Regions from separate parts of the Mus musculus genome. Here region 1 is linked to region 2. A link is a contact called in public Hi-C data. All regions are on one chromosome and are shown on one strand. The core of a region is the stretch at or near the end of the contact, and the rest is flanking DNA. Distances in the headings are between cores, read along the strand shown. Region 1 has its middle 92 kb from the start of Gm31408. Region 2 has its middle 26 kb from the start of Gm31408.

Region 1 (6,119 bases), core at 2,515-5,014, 66 kb before region 2:
AAAATAGAGCACTCTTGTACTGTTAGATTTCCTACCTGGCAAAGGTGCTATAAATCAAAAGATGTCAACGGACTTTTTCCAGTAGCAACCGAGCCATGTTCAAACAGTCCAAAGACCAGCTTTTATTTAAAATGACCACACCTCACAATCAGCTAAAAGCAAAGAGTTATCTGTGCACAAGTTAATGTCGAGCTTCAGAAAGCATACAGCTTCCAAACAGGCAACCTGGAAGCCAAAACTGGGGTTTGATAGTTAATTAAACTGCTAGTATGTTTTTTAATGAATTGTTTATCTTTATTTTGTATCTATGAATGTTTTGCCTATGTGTGTGTATGTGTATCATATGTATGCCGGGTACCCATGGAGGCCAGAAGGGGTTGGATTTCCCGGAACTGAAGTCTCAGATGGTTGTGAACTGCTTGCTGCATAGTGGCTGGGACCTTTGTAAGGGCAGGAATTGCTCTTAACCACTGGACCATCTCTCCATCCTCTAAGTGCCAATATCTTTCTATGTGCTTTTGGTTCAGTTTACCACAATGAGTACAAGGTGAAGTTGCATTTATCCAGAAAATCTTTGAGTACATTCTAATAGGACAATAGAAACTTAAACAATTGTAATATGGTTTAATAACATTAATGATAATCTTGTTTGTTAGTATGAGACTGCTTATAGCCAGCCTATCTGGAAAGCATCAAATAAATGACTACTTGGATTCTTGGTTCAACTTTATGAACTACTATCCCATACATAATAGCCACCACCTTATACCTAGTCCAGAGTTCCTCCCTGGAAATCGCCTTTTGAGTCAGAATGATGCAGGTAATGAATCTGTCTGCTTAATGATCTACACGTTCCTTTGTCTGCTGTCTTCTCTTCTTCCTCTGCCTCTCTCCTCTTCCACCCTTGCCTGTTGACATTCGTTGTCTTCTGCTGAGCTGCCTTCCTTTGGGAACCAAGTGGGAAGGTCTCTGTAGGTCCTGCGGGTGAGTCCCAGGGAGGGAGCTGGGCAACAGCACCAGACTGAGGCTGCCAGACAAGAAGGGAGCATAAATAGAGCATGTCAGGGAGGTGGCAGAGCATTCCAAGGAAGCGAGAGACGCCATGTCTTGTGCTGACTTAGCACTATGCTGAGAGGCATATGGCCTCTCTGTTCCAGGAGTCGCCAAAGATATAGGTTTTATCAAGTGTCTAAGAACTCTGGTGTTGCTGTCTGTGAACTGTGTGTGTGTGTGTGTGGGGGGGGGTAATGTACTTTCGCTGTCCTCTGGTTGTCTGCATAGTAAGATGAGTATTGTCTGCTTGCATAAGGAACACAGTTGGTGTCACTCACTAAACTGCAAAGCTGGAACTAGGAGTGGGAGGGTAATGGGAATTTAGGTGAAACTAGCACACTTCACATGTCCACTTGAATTCTGATACCTCCGAAAGAGAGGGAGGTGGTCACTGAGGTCTGATGTGAGGACATGTGAGGACATTCTCATGGGGGAGGTAGAATCTCCAGAGACAGCTGAACAATGTGAGAAAGAGGAGCAATTTGACAGGGTCTCAATGTAATTGATCATATAAATACTTTGAGGCCCTGAAAAATACTGGCCCTAGTTATGGAAGCTCTCTGCCCTGCCTGGGACCTCTTCCCTAAGTCATCTGTGTCTCCATGCTGGCTTCTGGGACTTCCTTCCAGCATGGAACCTTTCCTAACAACTGGCAAAGAATGAGGGTGTCTTTTAGCTGAGAACCTTGCCTTGGACTTCACCTACCGCCAGGGCATGGAATGAATTCAATTCTTTTGAAAGCTGCCCAGAATTTGTTTCCCTGTGTTGAGTTTGTGCTATTCAACATAGATTATAAACATTTAAAAGGAAGAACTTATATAAGTATATATTTTATACAATTTCACTCCGGACTGGTGGGTTTAACACTGGCTTAACTGCTAAGGGAACCAGACAGCCTTGGGTGTATTAAAAGCCGACCACATTTCATACAGCTTCCAACATGATGGTTGTCAAGGCGATCTCTATAAACTTTCCACATTTAACACTGTAAGTGTACGAGGGGCGGAGAGAATGTGTTGTAGAATCTCATTGCCCCAGGCTGAGTTCAACACTGGTCCAATTTGTGCCAATGAAACTATTCTCCTGATTTTCTTTATTTTCATCTTCCTGAGATAAGACATGTCCTCTTGGGTGGAAGGTGTCCCTTCCTAGATTTGATTACACTCAGACCCTTCAAGAAGGAAGGATTGATCCACCTTTGCCACCTGCGTGGCTGGTTTGTATATAGGGAAGAGGCTGATGTGGGAGTCCCTCCCTTGCAACTGGAAGACATGAGGCTAGGGTGTACAAAATAACCTACTCTTAGATTATAGTAACCAGTAGGGAGAGCTGAAAATAACTTGAAGTACTAGGGCCTGAGCCTCAACATGCTGGGGATGGATAGAGCAAGCCAGCAGAAAAGAACCCCCTTTTCTGGTGTAACCCCAACCCCTTCTTTACCAAGAACTGAAATTCAGAGAAAAGCTCTAACTTTCTCACTTACGCTACAGGAAATCTCACTGTTTGGGTTCAGTGTGATTGCCTTACCTTCTACCAAACATACAGCTCGGTTAATTCACAACAATGGCCTTTGTTCAGGAATTCTAAAAGCCAAGAGACAGCAGGCAAGGCTCTTGCTCCCTGCCCCACACTCAACTAACTATACCAACCCCATATCCAGAGTCCCAACAAATGATGTAAGCCAAAAAAGCAAAGAGCACGAGGCACGGCACGTGTTTTCCATTCAAAGGCTGATTAGCTCGTAGGGTAGCCTTAAAGGAACAGACGAAGCACAAGAAGATGCTACAAAATGCAAAGAGAATAATGGATTCGTTACATGGAAGGAAGGAATAAAACCCTGGCTTCTGGAATCTCGGTCCTCAAAGCTCAGATAAGTGTGTCATTGATAACAGAATATATAGAATATGTCTCTTTTCTCTAGCCATGTTCCTGTTTACTTCCTCCCTAGTCAGTTGATGACACATTTCATAGAAGCCCAGATTTAAGGCAAGTCTCCAGTGTCTGTTTCTCACATTGATATCACTCAGGCCTCTTCCATAGGAAGCCTTGGGCATCACTGTCAGAAGCATGTGAGATGTATGCTCCAAGGTTCTAGAAGATACCCATTGGGCAGACCATCCAAAAAACACACATTGCAGCTTAAGAGCTGCACTGTCTCTTCCTCCTCGCACGGTCAAGCAGGACAGTCCCTGATGTTCATGGAAGTCTCTCTGGAGCCTAGTGACAGACTGGTAAGTACTGTGCAAGCTTTCCAGTGATCACAGATGCCTGGTTAGGAGAAGCAGCCCCTGCTGAGCTTCCTGTGACTCACCTCACCCTCTGTGCACACAATTCTTTTTTGTCTTGCCTCTGAGAAGGGCACACTGCCCGATGGAAAGTTACTCCCGGTGGGGCAAGAGGCAAGGCCTGCTCAGATGGTTTATAAGCACTCTAGAGCCTAGGCCATCCCCTGGTGATTTACAATGTTTGATTTCTCCCTGGGACAGAGGAGTGCTCTGTAAATCAAACCTGTCTTGGTTTGTCAACCCGTGTCAGTGTTTGCTGAGTCCTCAACTCGAAGGCAAGTTGGAACAGCGTGGACACCTTGGCATCGGGCTTGTTCCCCCCTCTGCAGCTTCCCATTTTGATGAAACAATTCTAGGGTGAGGTTGGCCCTAGGAGTTATTTCTCTGACTCATAGTCCCCTCGTTCTTTTCACACACTCAGAATGCAGCAAGTCCCTCATAGCCCTGGGCCGAGAAAGAGGCCAGGGTTGGGGCATAGCCCTTCTAGGGTCCACTCCCAAGGCTGAGAAGACAAACAGGGAGGTGACTCTCCCAGGTTGTTCTTTCATCACCTCAAGCCATTTGGGGACACCATTACCACACACTTCATGGAAAAGCCTCAAACTGGTTCTAGCACTCCGAGATGTGAACAAGCCTACATGCAAAGTTGGCGGAGTTAATCCAAGCAGAGAGGGAAGCAGCTGTTTGGGTGTCCTTTTGGATGAGATGAGGCATTAGGAGGACCCTACATCTTTAGAGACCCTGGCCAATGTGAGAAACGGACCTTACTTCAGAAAAACGTTTGTTCAGCTATCATATATCATGCTTTCTTTTCCATCGTCTGATCCAGCAGCCATTTACTCTGTTGGCACTGAGTAGTGCCTTCAAGAACCTCACAATTTGAACAACAGACACATAAATAGCTTTGATACGCGGGTAAGGCACCATCTTTCCCTCCCTAGGATGCACACACACATGCTTTCTCTAGAAAACAGGTTCAGTATGGTTAGAGATCTCCATGCATGGGCTGGGGTCACTGGACTATTTGAAGCGGGGGAAAAAAAGGGGAGCTCGGACACCTGGGTGAGAACCTTGGCAGAAGGGCCCTTTCCCCGGCCACTTTCAGGGGTGTAAGGGGGGCAGGCTTTCACTCTTCAAGCTTTGCAAGGCTTGACTCATTCAACATGAAACAGAAAGAGTGTTGAAAGACACAGCACCTGGCCTCCACATAGGAGCTGGCCACTGTCACACTGTCTGAGGAACAGAGAAAATATCAACTATTCACATCTCAGGATTCCCACGATCTCGGTCCAGCACGTTGACTGGCCTTCTACGGCTTTGAGCACGCCTCTGACTTGGGACACCTCAGAAATTCTTTGAATGCGATATAGAAATTGATTTACTGGAAAGGGACTTTGATAATTATTAGGATGCACATCTGGGTGGTGTTCATTCACTAACTTATTCATTCACCCTGCCTGCATTTCACAATTACATTTGGATTTTGCTATCTATGGTTTGGATCTGGTATGCCCCCCAGAAGGCTTCCGAGTTAGACTTGGTCCCTGGCCTGTGGCACTACTGGAAGGTAGTAAGAACTTTAAGAGGTGATGCTGGTAAGTCTTAGGTGGTTGGGGTCATCACTTTGAATAGAGCCCTGGGACCATAGTTTCTTTCTCTTTCTCTTTCTCTTTTGTGTTCCAGCCATGAGAAAAAAGTTGCGTTCTGACTTAGATTGTCACTGTCATGTGCTGTCTAACCACAGGAACAAAGGCACTGAGGCCTGTAACCTCCAAAGCTAATAATGTACTTATGCCAGTATTTGTGACAGTAATAGAAAGTTCGCTAATCTAGGGTCCATTGTTAATAAGCTGATGCAAAAATCACGTATGCACCAAAGACAAAGAGGAAACGCATTCAATCTGAGGGTTTCGCCTTAGTACAAGAGACCCAAGTTACCTAATTAACAAAAGTTCATGAAAGAAGGATACTAATATTCCAATAAAGTATATTGGTATTTTAAATTTTGGTTCTGCACCTGGAGGGAGTTCAGAGGTGCTTTTATCCTAGCAACAAGCAAAGAGAAAAAGAAATTTTAAAAGAAAGGAAAGAAAAAAATTGGCTCTTCTAAAATATGTAAGATAAGTGAGTCACCACACTGAACAAGCAAACCAAAACCTGTCCCACAATACAGAGAATCACAACTTAGCCGAGCGGAAAGCTCTTCTGGGAGCCAGCAGCTGGCTACCAGTTACACAAACTGTAGCTGCGAGTATCTAGAGGCTTCGCACAGTTACGCAGGAGAGTAAGGAACCTCGGGCACGTGGAAGGACCTCAGGCACATGGAGCCCCCACCAGTTTCTCCTAGGAAATTTCGGAGGAAATAGTCTCCTCCCACTTCCATCAGGAACACACTGAAATAGAACCACTCTGAAACCCAAGGTTGATACTCAGAAAGAAACAAATTAGTAACCTGCAGAGATGTTGCGGTATTTGCTGGTATTTGCTTGTCCTGCTACATCACCTAAGCAGAGAGGGATGGAGAGACATTGTGAAATCCCACTACAGAGGCACAGAACCACCAAACTAAGGAACCAGGAAAAGAAAACATCTCAGGGGAAATGAAAAACCTTTTCAAGTAAGTAAAAATGAAAATGTGACTTACCAAAGCCAGATGTGCTGAAATTAATCTGTAGAGGGAAGCTCACAGCTATTAGAAAATAAGAAAGGTTTGGGTTTTGTTTTGTTTTTTTTTTAATATCAAATTGTATCCCTGAGAACTAGAAAAAACAGGAATGGATT
Region 2 (5,916 bases), core at 3,224-5,723:
AGCTTAGCCCAGGGAAGAAAGGATTCATATAGAGAGGACTACATGAGTCCTCCAAGTCATGGTGCAAGTGGCACATCTGGAAAGTTCAAGGAGAATGTCATAAGGGTCTCAGGAGTGGCCATGGAGGAGCGTTGCAGGGATTGGAGAGACATTAGTGAGGACCACTATGGAGGAGTCTTGTCATGTCAAGATTTACAGATCCCATCTCTTGTCCTTCCCCGCACTGGGTGGTAAAGAGTGGTCAGTGAGCAGAACAGCAACACGGGTCCTAATTCTATGATGTCATGCTGCTTTGCAAAGCTTCTGGAAGCCACTGGGAAGTGATGCACCTGATTAGCAAAGATGCAGGTGGTGCTATTGGGATACGGAGGCTATACTGGACCACACCTGAGCAAGCATGGCCCTTCCCCTGCGGCAGAGACAACTTGAAGCTGAAGCTCCATTTCCCCCTGGCTTCCCTGTCTCATGAAAGACAACCTCCAGGACAGATAACTCTGCGTTTCAGTTATACCATTATTTGTAACATGAAGAAAAACAAAAACAAAAACAGTCTTAAGGAAATGCCCCAGCCTTGACACATTGTCAGTCTGTAATATTTGAGAGTTTAGCCTGGTTCTCTTCAGTGCTGTCTCCTCAGGACATTTTGGAGATCTGCCCTTGGATGAAACAATCAACTGCTCTTGGGTTGTAGCAGAAATGCATGGGTGATTTGCTTACCTCTTCCAGTTTTATTGGGGAATCTTATTTAAAAGCTCACTTGTGAGGGCTCCACTCCCATTACCACTTACAGAGGTGAGGGGGAAAGAACTTCAGGGTGGGGCCTCTGCCTTCCCTCCCTGTTCAAGCAGGAGCTATGTCCAGACTGTCTGACCTCTTCCATGTTTCCTAAATCTTTGTAGATTTCCAATACTTTCTCTCTCTCTCTTTCTCTTTCTCTCTCTCTCTCTCTCTCTCTCTCTCTCTCTCTCTCCCTCTCTCTCTCTCCCTCCCTCCCTCCTCCTCCTCCTTTCTTCCCCCTCCCCTCTTTTCTTCCCCCTTTTAGTATAGAGTCTACTTTGTCAGTTTCTGACTGTTCTCTCTCACACCAAGTGCACAGAGGCAGCTTCAAGTCTACCACCTTACTCAAAAGTCCCCAAATGCTTGAACCTTGGCATTGCTGCTGGGTCAGTGTGGGCAAGGTTAGTCTGTGTGCCCTCATAGGTGACCTCTGTTAACTCTTTGGAGCAAATATGCAAAGGTCACAGATTAAAGTTTAATGTGGGCCAGGGAGGTGGCTCAGTGGCAGAGTGCTTGCCTGGTATGCACAGGTCTTAGGTTCAGTCAAAAGAGGAGGAGGAGCAGGAGAGAGACAGAGACAGAGACAGAGAGAGACAGAGAGAGAGGCAGAGAAACACAGAGTGGTAGAGAGAGAGGAAAAGAAAGTGAAGTAGTCATGGAGTTTTAGAATGCATCTAAGGATGCTGATCCATGTTCAATCCATAGGCCAAGCTTGTGTATTTGGTATAATTACTTCCCCGTGCCATCAGAGAACACTGAGAGATCTCATGGTGAGTGGGCATGAGAGCCCAGTTCTTCTATGTCCAGAACACTTCCAACACATCACATTGATTAGATAAATCTGTTTACTTTCTTTCATGGGCACGGTTGATGAGCAAAACTGATTTGTCTCAGTTTTTCTTTTTGTTCTAATGCACAAATGTCTCAAGTGGGCAAAGGAGAAGGCATTGGAAGGCAAACAGCAAATCATCCCATGGGCTATAAAGCACAACCTGTTCCAGGGGATAGACAGCAATGGGAATACAGAATGCTGACTTTATCCCTCTCTCTCCAAAAGAGGGACCTACTCCTGTCATTTGAGCATCTTTGTCTCTGTTGCCTTTGGAATTGACAACATAGTAAACTGAGATAGCCAGGAAAAGACCAGCTGATTCAGAGTCAGAGGAATTAGCCATACAAAGATGGGGAGATGCAGGACATCTCTGTGAGCCAGGAACTAGGTGCTGGTGGTGAGACAGATGTCCTTCATAAACCATGAGGGCTTTCGGCTGCTATCCTCCAGCTTCATTGTCCAATGGCAGGTCTTGGTGTGGAAGGAAATGTTTAATTATCTGTTCTTCATGAAAAATAAAGTCCCTGATTTTTGTGGGCATTTCCTTAATTTCCATGGTACAAATATGACTCCCATGATCATTTTCAACCTCCAGGGTGATAACCAATCAATGGCAAGCACTGGTGCCTGGATGCTACCTGCAGAGATGGAGATCTGAGAGGTCCTCAGACAAAGGAGGAAGCTCGGCACTACAGGAGGGAGAAGTAGACATCTTGGAGGAATTTTGCCAGCTACATTCTTGTTATCTGACCTTTGTACACAGAACTGTGGTTGGCATTTAACAAATAAGGAGGACAAAAGTTTCTGTCTGATAATCGTCTCTGTTTCTTGAAAGTTCTTTTGAAATTGGCCGATTGTACTTCATCTTTTGATCCGTTTTGACAATGCCTTGGGCATCAGTGGTCAATACAGTACCAGCCTTGTCTACAAGATATCACCATACCCAGCTTGTACCTCGTCTTCAGAGAGCCATCTGTTCATTAAACCACTTATTCTTTGATTTATTGGTTCTTCAGGTTTCTTTGTTTTTTAGTTATTTATGTATTCTAGATAGTAATTCCCGCCAAATGTATGTAATTAGCTGTTCCTCCCATTCATTAGGCTTGATTGCTTCTTCTGCTCTCCAGAAGCGTTTTAATGTCACGAAATTCCATGTGTCACTTGTTGGTATCGTCACTTCTTGAGTGATAGAGTCCATTCCAGAAAGTCCTTGTCTAGCCTAGATCTTGAATTGTTCTTCCTGGTTTCTTTCTCTTCTAACGATTTCACAACTTCAGGTCTTACATTCAGGGCTTTAATCCATTAGAAACTGACTCTTGTACACAGCAAGGAAATGCAAATTGAATCTGTTAATGTAATGAGATTTTATCTTAATCCAGTTAGAACCATTTAGGGGGAAAAATAGCAATAAATGTTGATAAAGATATAGAGAAAGGGAAATCTTTATATAACCACTATAGAAATCAGTATGATGGTCCTCCAAAAACTAAGCATACCTCTGTCATATGAGGCAGTCGTCGTCTCACTCCTGGCTATCTGTTTGCCAGCGGTGCTCTAAGTCAGTGTACCACAGAGGCACTTACATCAGTGTTAATTGCATCCCTATTCCCAACAGCTACGTTATGAAATCAACCTAGGCATGCATTATCAGGGGAATGGACAAGGAGAATGGGAAGGAACTGAGAAGATGGTTTCTGCAGTAAAGCTCTTGCCATGTAAGGGTGAAGATCAGAGTTCAGTTCTCAGTATCCATGTGAATGCTGGGTGGACATGGGAGTCGACCTGTAATACCAGCATTCAGAAGGCAGAGACGAGGGCTGCCTGGAGCAAACTGGAAAGCTAGGCTAGTCGAGTTGCTGAGCTCTGGTTTACAGGAGAGACTCTGCTTCTGTGAATAAGGTGAAGAGTGGTCAGTGCCTTGGAAATCTATATGCTTTTGCACCACACCACACCACACCACACACACACACACACACACTACCACCACACACACACCACACAGCACACACATACTGCACACACAGTACACACACACAGCATACACACCACATCACACACACACATGCACACATATATAACATACACACACACCATACACACACACACATACACTACCACCACCACACACACACTACCACTACCACACACACCACACACATATATACACATATTGCACACACATGCAAAAAGAAAATGTGGGTTATATACAATGGACTTTTATTTAACCACAAAGAGTAATGAAATTGTGTTATTTGCAGGAAAACAGATGTAATCAGAGATCAACATATTGAACGAATTAAGTCAGACACAGACTAAAAAAAAATCTTGCTGTTTTCCCCGATTTGTGAATTCTGGATTTTCATGGATGTGTAAAATCATGTATGTATTTCAAATGGCACAAAGGTAGATGTGCAAAGCGTCTGAGGAATGACAGGGACTAACCAAGGATAAGCGTGGGTGGGAGAGTTGGAGAAATGGGCGGACAGTGTCGACAAGGTTACCTTACATGGATGGAAAACTTCCTTATGTAATCCAGTACATCTACGGTGGACAGATGCCAGGGGGAAAAATTCTTTTTTTTTTTTTAAAGAGAAAGGGCCCATTTCTGTTGTCTTGCCTGCCCCTTATTCCAAACCTGAGATACGGTGACTGACAGACGTCCACCTCTGTAAGGGGCCTAACCGCCGCTGATGTCAGTACAGGACTTTTTCTAGTAGCAATCTTTAATCATGTCTCTCTTCTGCTTGAAGCCGTTCCTCCCATCCCTTTCTGTGTCCTCAACGAGTCTCTATCTTTCCTACCAAATGCTAAACTCCCTGAGGACATGAGCCTTGTCTGCCTTGTTCACTGTGGTATTCCACTGCACACATGAGCACTCGATAAATATTTGTTAGATGACTCTCAAAATACTACTTACTAATACATTGATCAAACAGTTTTAAGCTCCTCGACATGCAAAGAACTGGATGGGGCCCTGGAGATTTAGAAATCAATGGGTATTGTTGATGCTGCCCAAAGTCAGCTTCTCCTTGTGAGCAAAGACTTGAACCACAGAACAAAGATTCCCACCATTCTCCTGGAAGGGTAGCCAGGTACCAATGGAAGCAAGACGAAAACCATGGATTCCAGCTATAAATTATACAAACACATGGCATTAAAAATTATTTTAGCACATCAAATATTAAGTCATTTGTACGCTGTGCAATTACTTTATCTGTCATCAGCACACTCAAGCCGTTTGAAGCGGTGACAGATGGGGAGACGACTATGCCAAGTTTTCCTGCAGGTGTGCATCTGGGCTACAGGGGAGGGTTCCGTACGTGCAGCAAGGGAGGGGAAGGGAAGGGTGACTGAGGTTATGAAACTGGAGCTGATGTGAGAGGCTTGGCAGAAAAATAAAAATTACCAATTTGCATCCTGAAGAGCTTCAGGGCACTGCACTCCCTGGGAACTCGGAATAGGGATTAACGAGGCAGCTTGGGGTAGTGAACTCGCTTGTTGCCTGCATTACAGAATGGGGCTGGGGTGGGGAGAGGGTCAAGATCCGAGACTGAGACAGGATATCTCAGGACAGAGAGAAGATCCAGGGCATCTGGCCCCTCCTGCCTTGTTCTGCGTCTAACACTATTCTTAAGGCAACAAGAGGAAATCAGGCAAAAATGATTCCGGGAGAAGGAGATAGAAGCTCACCCTAAGGATGGCACCTCAGAAGCCATCCCGGGGAGGGGTGGGATGCTGAGAGGATATGAACGGGTCTAGATCAAAATATTTGAACTAAGGAAGAATGGTTATTTTTGGAACACAAAGATTACAGAATTTACGACCCACTCAGACTGAAGGATACCTTCAAACCCCGCCCGAGGCACAATATCTCCGGTTGAGGCTGTTTTCGTCTCAGGATTTTGGCAAATCTACCCAGGTCCATTTTCAAATCTCCTCCCCCCAGATTCCCAGAACTTGAGGCTCTGCTCCAGGGCTCAACATCCTTGGCTGCTTCTGGTGAGTAGCAACCTCTGCCGCCCACTCTGGAGGGTTCAGCCCATCTCTGCTGAGCTCACCAATTCCGCCCTCAGCGACTCCACCTGCCACCGACCTCTTCCACCTGCAATTCCCCCAACCGCGCTGATGTTGAGCCACAGTCTCTTAACACTCTTCAAATCATCTTTGGTATCACAGCTCATCCCTCCTTCCCGCCATAGTCTTTCCCAAACTCTGGAGGATTTCAGAGCAAACAGGTAGATTGAATCCTTCTCCTCTGCCGCCATACCCCACTCCAACCCCACACACATGTAGTTGGAATTTGAAAA

What was found. A called contact is a pair of places that touch in the nucleus more often than the background predicts.
Region 1: a Hi-C map of epidermal suprabasal cells shows a contact between it and region 2, with 2.7 times the contacts expected there. The contact joins two enhancer-like sites. A contact is called at or near these places in 4 of 484 Hi-C or Micro-C datasets (the HL-1 cell line, epidermal suprabasal cells, muscle stem cells and 1 more) and 1 of 9 other capture datasets (embryonic stem cells).

What each region holds. Positions count from the first base shown.
Region 1 is chr9:31,648,251-31,654,369 of GRCm38.p6, reverse strand. No RefSeq gene overlaps it. Among named protein-coding and RNA genes, the nearest start is that of Gm31408, 92 kb to the right of the region's middle. Within about 2 kb of position 3,764, at least 21 of the 459 cell types and tissues checked have an H3K27ac peak or open chromatin away from gene starts, as enhancers often do. A contact at or near this core is called in epidermal suprabasal cells, where this site is marked.
Region 2 is chr9:31,583,183-31,589,098 of GRCm38.p6, reverse strand. No RefSeq gene overlaps it. Among named protein-coding and RNA genes, the nearest start is that of Gm31408, 26 kb to the right of the region's middle. Within about 2 kb of position 4,473, at least 5 of the 459 cell types and tissues checked have an H3K27ac peak or open chromatin away from gene starts, as enhancers often do. A contact at or near this core is called in epidermal suprabasal cells, where this site is marked.